Regions from separate parts of the Pan troglodytes genome. Here region 1 is linked to region 2. A link is a contact called in public Hi-C data. All regions are on one chromosome and are shown on one strand. Each heading gives the region's core, a stretch centred on a gene start, on an enhancer-like site or on the middle of the called end of the contact. The rest is flanking DNA. Distances are from core to core; before and after follow the strand shown. Region 1 overlaps MAD1L1 (mitotic arrest deficient 1 like 1). Region 2 holds the start of ELFN1 (extracellular leucine rich repeat and fibronectin type III domain containing 1).

Evidence for each region. A called contact is a pair of places that touch in the nucleus more often than the background predicts.
Region 1: a Hi-C map of stem cell-derived neural progenitor cells shows a contact between it and region 2, with 2.0 times the contacts expected there. The contact joins the enhancer-like site here to the promoter of ELFN1 in region 2. A contact is called at or near these places in 1 of 7 Hi-C or Micro-C datasets (stem cell-derived neural progenitor cells) and 1 of 1 datasets of contacts at active chromatin or transcription factors (stem cell-derived excitatory neurons).

The regions. Positions count from the first base shown.
Region 1 is chr6:8,073,386-8,077,175 of NHGRI_mPanTro3-v2.0_pri, reverse strand. All of the region lies in intron 11 of MAD1L1 (mitotic arrest deficient 1 like 1), which reads left to right. Among named protein-coding and RNA genes, the nearest start is that of MAD1L1, 130 kb to the left of the region's middle. Within about 2 kb of position 1,420, at least 8 of the 24 cell types and tissues checked have an H3K27ac peak or open chromatin away from gene starts, as enhancers often do. A contact at or near this core is called in stem cell-derived neural progenitor cells, where this site is marked.
Region 2 is chr6:7,618,049-7,621,720 of NHGRI_mPanTro3-v2.0_pri, reverse strand. ELFN1 (extracellular leucine rich repeat and fibronectin type III domain containing 1) reads right to left here and starts at 1,737. Exons shown (of 3, transcript XM_016957005.4): 1 at 1,509-1,737.

The DNA.
Region 1 (3,790 bases), core at 171-2,670, 460 kb before region 2:
ACCACCCCAGACTCCCCTCCCTGGCCACCCCAGCATGCTTTCTGTCTGGTGATTTTGCCTTTTCCAGAACGTCATACAAATGTGGCATCTTTGGCTCATGGAGGTGCATTTGGGACTCACCGCGTGGCTGTGTGAATCGCAGCGCTGCTTTTCGTTGCTGAGTGATGCTCCAGGCACGGCTGCTCTGGGTCTTGTTTATTCGTTCACTGGTTGAAGGACATCTGTGTTGTTTCTGGGTTTGGTGAAATGGAGTAAAACTGCTGGAAATGTGGGCTTTGTATGATCTAAACTTTTACTTTTCCTTGAGCACATACTTAGGAGTGGGACTGCTGGATCCTGGCATCCTTTTAACTTCAGAAGACATTGCCATGTGGGTCTCCACTGCGGGAAGCATCCGGTGTGTGCGTTCGCGGTGTGTGCGTTCGCGGTGTGTGCGTTCGCGTTGTGTGCAGGTCCACTCCGCACAGGCCTGCTCGTGCTGGGCCACGCCAGGGTTTTGGGCTTAGCTGCCCCCACAGGGCTGCGTGGGCTGTGTGTTGCGTTTTCCAGTGTGCGGCTGCTGGCCCCAACCTGGCGTCAGCCAGTTGTTGTGGTGCTTTCTGCAGCCCCCAGCTGTGTTGGCTTGCACAGCCCTCTGGACTTGTGGTCATCACGGAGTTGTAGCCCCTTTTCCCCACCTGATTTCCCACGTATCGGGATCAAATCTAAGCTGGTTTCGTTTTGCTTCCTCTCAAGTCTTTTGTCTTTCCTCCCTTCCTCCTTTTTCATTGATCTCTGTTCTCCGGTGACTTTAGGGAAAGACTGTACCTCATTGATTCCCAGGCACGCTCCTTGACTAGAGCAGAGAGCAAGGGCTGAGCAGCCACGGTCTCGAAAGCTCCTTGCCGCCTGGGAGGCTTCCACGCCTGGGACCGGGGGCTGGGCAGCCAGCGTGCAGAGGTGGAGGGGTGCATGGAGGCGCCTGCGGGCTCTGAGGCCCGGCTTCCCGAGCCCCTCTAGTCTTCATCTGTGGGACGATCACACAGACCGCATGGTGTGGGGGGAGCGAGGGGCGGGCACAGTGGACGCTCAGTGTGTGTGCTCCTCCTCTCTCCCTGTTTCTTCTTTGTTCCTCTTGTCTTTAATTTACTTTTCGTCGGAGGACTTGGCTGCAGCGTGCCCTGTGGACTTGAGACTGAAGCTCTCTTCTGCTCTTTGTACCCTGCTGCTTCCTGATCCGTTCTTCCTCCCCTCACTTGTGTACAGGACTCGAGGGAGGGATGGGGTGAGAGCAGAGCAAGCCAGGGATGTAGTGAGCTTTGATTGGACAGGAAGGGTTTGCCCGCACCGTCAACTCCTCGGCTCTGCTGGGAAACTGTGTTTGAGGGAGATGGTGGGGTCTGAGCGCAGACGGCTGTTGTCCTGTGAGACGCAGAAAGCGCTTCTTATGGGCGTGCACCATGGAATTCCCTGCTCGGACCGCCCTGGGGGCAGGCGGTGAGTCTCGGTATAGAAGTAGCTTTTATTGATTGGTGAAGCCCGTCACAGATCCGAAAGCATCTTAATAGTCTGAAATGATGGCTCTTCAGCAAGAAAAATTTGATTTGGGACAAAAGGGAGACACTTGAGACCCAAAACGACTTGGCTGTGTTGAGGATGGGAAGGAGGCCTTCATCTGCCGCACGTCTGAGTCACTCCAGAGTTTTCTCCACTGCCAGTGTGAGTCAGAGCGAATCACTGTTGGGTTGTGACTTCAGAAGAAGTGAACTCTGTCTCAGGCTGTATTAATAGAAGTAGATGCTTCACAGGAAAGGAGGTGGCTGTGCGAGTCACAGCCCTGCGGGGTCTGATTTCCGCTTTGGGCATGGCTTCTGAGCCGGGACCTCGAGGCACCGAGGGAACAGGAGCAGCCGGGCAGCTGCTCGCTCAGTTGTGCCTGCTGTGTACCGAGGCGTGGGGCGTGGCGGCACGGCTGTGAGCGCACAGTCCAGCCACAGAAGGAGGCTTCAAGAATCTTTGCGGTGCTGCCATCTGGACATCTGTGTCATTGAAGCCACAGAAGGAGACTTCAAGAATCTTCGAGGTGCTGCCATCTGGACATCTGTGTCATTTTGATAACGTGTGTGAGATCAGTGGAGGGGAGCCTTAGGAAAATCAGCTGTGGTTTAATAAACTGAACTTCCCGCTGCTTTGAGCCGGAGCCTCCTGGACTGGAAAGGCGTGGGCCTCATGGCCACCTCCGGCCTGCGCAGCTGGGTCTGCACTCTCACAACTGTGCTGAGCCCACGCTTGTGCCCTTACTAGTGGCCTGACCTCTGCGCTGTGGAGAAGAAGGGTGGATATTGTCGCCAACTCTCAGACTTCTTGTGTGTGTTCAGAAAGTACCCAAACGGATTCAAAGGAATAATTAGCGTATCCTGTAAGATATGAATCTTAATTCCTAAATTACATATTTAGCAGATTGTCCAAAATAGCACTTGTAATGGCAACATTCAATTAGTTTAAAAAATGTATATTATTGCAACACTCGCCATGAGTTTTATTTAGAGGTTTCTAAATATAATGCTATAAAAACACAGAAGTGTTTAAAACTATTTAGACCCACACAGCCGCAGTGAGCTCTTGCTAAACTTCCTACGTTAACCAGCTCTTGACAGTCTTTGATTGTGGGGAAGTCTTCTGATGTAGTCCCTAAAGCTGACACGCCAGAGCATCTCGAGGCTGTTGGGGGCTGTTGCTGGGATCCTGAGGCCGCACACCTCCCTGCTATGAGTTCTGACGTTTACAGACATAGGAAGTGAGTTGAAATGACAGAGTCCTTGGGGCCCCACTCCTGAGTGTCCTCCTGGGGTTGGCGGGCGTGGGGCTCCCGCTGTGCTGGGTTCGGCTCCTGTGTTGCCGTGTTCCCTGCTGCTGCTGCAGCCGCTTCTCCTCACCTGATTGTGTGTGCGCCTCCAGTGCCCTCATGGGCTGCTTAAGGCAGGGACTGTCCATGTGGCCTGAAGAAGAAGCCGAGGCCCGGGGAAGTTGCATGAATTGACACCAGAGGGCTGGCCTCATTTCAGGAGGAGCAGAGCTCGGGTTTTCCGTCTAGGTGGGAGACGGGATGGTGATGGGCCCACAGGCAGGGCCTGTCCTCTGATGGGAATCCGAAGTTGGTGCGGAGGACCCAGAGCTGAGGGTGAGCAGCTCTGAGCTGCAGAGCGGGTGCGGGGAGGCTGTGTGCGCAGCACAGGGAGGCGTCTGGAATGGCCGGGTGGGGGTCTGGAACCCACACTTGGTAGCGCCTGTTTGGTCTGTCCCGTGCTCTTCCTGCGAGCCCTCGCGGGGGCCCTGCGCTTCCCCAGGAGCTGGCTCAGAGATGCGCCAGTGAAGAAGGGATGGAACTGATTGTGGATTGGGCCGGCTCCTGGAGGCCACCTGGGCCCACTTCTGACAGCCGCTCCTGCCGCGTCCCTAGCTCAGAAGGAGCTCGAGGCTGAGCCGTTCCCCCAGGTCTGCTGCCTTTGTTTCTCCCATTCGGAAAGGAGATGAAAGTTTCTACTGACCTTAGAGAGAAAGCCAGAATGAAACCCCCTCTGCCAACCCCTGGCTCCCTTTGAAAAGCCTTCCTGGTAATCAAGTGTTTACAGAGGAGGGCTTTGTTCAGACCCTTTCTGGGGCTCTGTATGTTTAAACAAAGAGCTTTTTAGACCTAAACACAGATGTTCATTTGAAAATGAAAAATCAAATTAAGCAGAACCAGCCTTTGAAAGTTAATGCCCTATAGCAAGTAAAACAAAGGGAGAAAAACACTGTGTTGTAAATTTCA
Region 2 (3,672 bases), core at 488-2,987:
AAGATCCCCACGCTGCCTGCGGGCTGGGCTCTGCAGACACCGAGGCAGGAAGAAGGACTCCGTATTCCCCGTCCCCCAGATCCTCAAATCCATTCAGGCTCAGACCTGAGTGTCCAGGTGGGGTGGGGGAGACCGAACCCTCCTGGGCCCTCGAGGCGCGCGAAGGCGACGCTGAAGGGGGGACGCCGGGACGCTGCTTCCTCCCTGCACACGCCGCCCGAGCTGCATCCCTAAACGCTTGTTTAGGGAGCTTCGCGAGTCCCCCTTGCCCTCCACAACCCCCGAAGCTGCCCCCAGCGACCTCTCCCCGCCCTCAGATGGGGCCGCAGGGGCGGGCGAATGTGTTGCGCTCGCCGTGGGTTGGGAGGAAGGGCGCGGATTGTAGGAAGTCCCTGCTCCTCCCTGGGCAGTCTGGCCCCGGGGACTCGCGCTCAGCCCGCGGCGGAGGACTCGGTCGGGAATGGTGCTGAGATTGCGCGGGTACGGCCCAGGGCCGTGACCGGGTGGCCACCGTGCAGTTTGGGAAGAGAAAAAGTTCGGAGGGGGAGCCGACACCCCGAGATCGAAGAGGGAAAATGGGAGGAAAGCAGGCGGCAGGGAGGGAAGAGCGGCGGAAGAGGGACCAGGAGAGCTGGGGGTCCGCTCTGGGCCCCGGGGCCCCGCCCCACTCGGCAGCCCAGCCCAGCCCAGCCCCGCCGCGCCAGCTTCCCGGACCGGGAGAGGCTAGGGTCACCGACGCCTATTAATAGCCGCGAGCAGGTCCTTCCCGGGAGCTCCGCAGCGGCCGGCAGAGCCCAGCCACCGGCTGGGGTGGGGGCGGGGGTCCCGTAACACCCCCTCCGGAGGTTCAAGCGGCGCGGGGCGGGGCGCTGCGCCCCCCCACGCCGGCTTTGCGAAGTCGAGGCACCCACAGCCCACTCCCTCCCCACCTCCGACTCCGAGACCAGGTTTCAGATGAAGAGGGGTTCGTCTGTGGTTCAACTTGGGGCGCCGCGGCTACCCCAGCGCACTCGAAGGCGTGCCCAGCCCCCTCCCCCTCTTTCTGCCCAGCCGGCTTTTTGCTCTCAGCGCGCTCCGGAAAGTTTCGGGGTCCCCGCGGCGCCTCCCTAGCCCTAGGGGTCCGGAGTCCTGGCCCTTCCAGCCGCGGCGTCGGGGAGGGAAGTTTGTCCGGCCCAGGCTCGGCGGCCGCTAACTTCGGGTGCGCCCGCCTCCGAATCTGGGTGGGTGGATGGGGACGCCCGGGAGCCGCGGGCCCCGAGCGCCGCATCCAGAGCCCCGCGGGCGGGGAGACTCGGCCCTGGCGCGGACGCCGAGGTCAGGGCACCAGGGATGGGGTGGCCCGGGCTGCGAGAGCCGCTGGGGACCCTGCGCTGCCCCCCGCCGCCCCCCCCCCCAGAGAGCATCTTCTTCCCTGCCTCCTCTAGGGGCGGGGACCCTCCGATCCCGCAGCGGCGACAGAGGGGTCCCCCGGCCCCGGACAGCCCCCTGCCCCTCAGGCCCCTTCTTACCTGGGCCGGGGTGCGGGCCCCGGGCTGGAGGCACTGTCGCGGGCGAGCAGAGCGCGCGCACCCCGGTTCCCCGAGCGCGGCGGCGGCGGCGGCGGCGGCTTCCCCTCCTTCCTCCTCCTCTTCCTCCTCCGGGCTCGCTGGCTCCAGACAGGCCTCCTCCCACTCCCGCCCTGCCGGCCCCTCCCGGAGCCCGCCCGGCTGGACTCGGCCTGCGACCCGGAGCCCAGCGGAGCCGGCGGGAGCCAGGCTGCGGCGCTCACTGCGTCAAGCGCGGGGCGAGCGCGGGGCGGCGGCGGCGGCGGCGGCGGGGACCGCGCGCTCGGAGCCCGGGGCTGGCCGGGCAGGCGGGGGAGCGGCGGCTCCGGCTCCGGCTCGGGCTCGGGCGCGGGCGCGGGCGCAGTGGTGGCGGCCGCGGCAGCGCCGAGGTTGTAGCACATTCTTTCTGAGCGTGATGGAAGGTTTCATGTGGGAGAGCGCGCGGGGAGGGATGGGGAGGGGGCGGGGGCCGCGGCGGGGGCGACTGGAGGGGCGGGGGGCGGGGGGCGGGGTCGCTGCCCGCACGTCGGTGGGCTAGGGGGTGGCCGGAGGGGGGCTCCGTAGGGGAAGTTGGAGCCAGCCGCGGGGGCGGCGTGGGAAGCCGAGTGGCGGCCTCGCCCGCTCCTCCTGGCCCGCCCTGCTCGCCCCCTGCCCCCGCCCCAGGCCACCCAGAGGCTCCCAGGCTTTGGTTTGGAAGAGAAGCGTCCGAAGGTCTGGGGGGTCGGGACCCTGGTGGCGCTGGGAGGTGGGCACCTGGGTGCGGACACGGCTGTGCTCACAGGCGCCCGGCAACCTCGTGGAAGTTGACCCCAAGTCAGACCCTCTGTGAGCGCGCGCGTCCGCGAGGGCCAAAGCACAGCCCGCAGGACGCGCGTTTGCGGGGCGGGGGGAGAGCGGGGCACTTGGGGGCGGGGAGGTGGAGCGAGAGGGTGGTCGGGCCCCTGGCGGCCCCGCGTCCCCAGGGACTCGCCCTCCCCTAAGGTCGCCGACCCCTCCCTCCCTTCCCTCCCCGTTGCGCGTCGCCCCCCGCCTTTCGGCCGGGAGGAGGGGGAGGCGTGGGAGCGGCCCGGCGCCTTCCGATTCCCGGAAGGTTCGGTTTAGCGGATTTCCCTCTCCCTTCATGCGCCTCCGGAATCCCAGCGGATCCGAAATCGCTCCCTCGGGCTCTGAGCCGAGGGGTCCCCCGTCGCTCCCTGGTGGTCCCGAGCCCTCGCCGAGCGGTCTCACGGCTTCCCAGGGCGTCTCCCACTCCCACCCGCCCCTTCCCCAGCCTGCGGCTTTCGCGTGGGCTAAAAATTCCAAACCAGGCCCAAGAGCGCCCTCGCCCGGCTAAGCCCCCGCGCGCCGCTTCACAAACCGGCCGCGTGCGGAGCTGCGGAGCCCGGGACCCCCAGCACGCGCTGGGCGCGACACTCTGGACCCCGCTGCCAGCGCCGCGCCCCTCCGGCCGGGGAGCCCCACACCATCAAGAGGGCAGGGAGAGGGGAGGGGAGGGGACTGCTGGAGGGGAGGGGGCTGCTCCCCGGGTGTCTTTCCCGGAGGAGGTCCCGGGACAGGGGTGGGGGTGGCGCGGGAGGCCGCAGACAGCGCGCCCCGAGGATGGCCGGGCCGGGGATGGGCGCGCGGGGCTCCCGTCCGGACGTGGGTCCAACGGCCTCTCCGCAGCCCAGAAACTCCGTCCAGCCCGCGGGACGGCCGCCCGCCCTCCGACCCCGAGCCTCCCACACTTGTTCCTGCAGGACGGGGTTGGGGGGACTGAGACGGTGATTGAGGCCGGGGCATGGAGGAAGTGCCGCCGCCTGCTCCCGGGATTGCTGGACACGAAGGGTGGAGGCCAAGGACGGAGCCCCTGCCTGCGGCTGTCCAGCCCTTAGTCCTTGCGCGGGGGCGCCCAGACCTCCAGGGAACAGGGAGACAGAGCGGGCAGAGCCCGGCCTGGGGGGGTCTCTTCCTGGTCCCTCAGGGAGAGTCCCGGCTGCTCTGAAGCGCGCAGTGGCCTAGGTGGGCACACAGCCCCTTTCTCTCACTTCCCCCCTCCCTTACTCGCGGGGCCTGGAGAGTCCCGGACCTGGCTCCTTGGAGGAAGCTGGAAGAAGGGAGCTGTCCTGCGGACCTTCCAGGGCGCTGA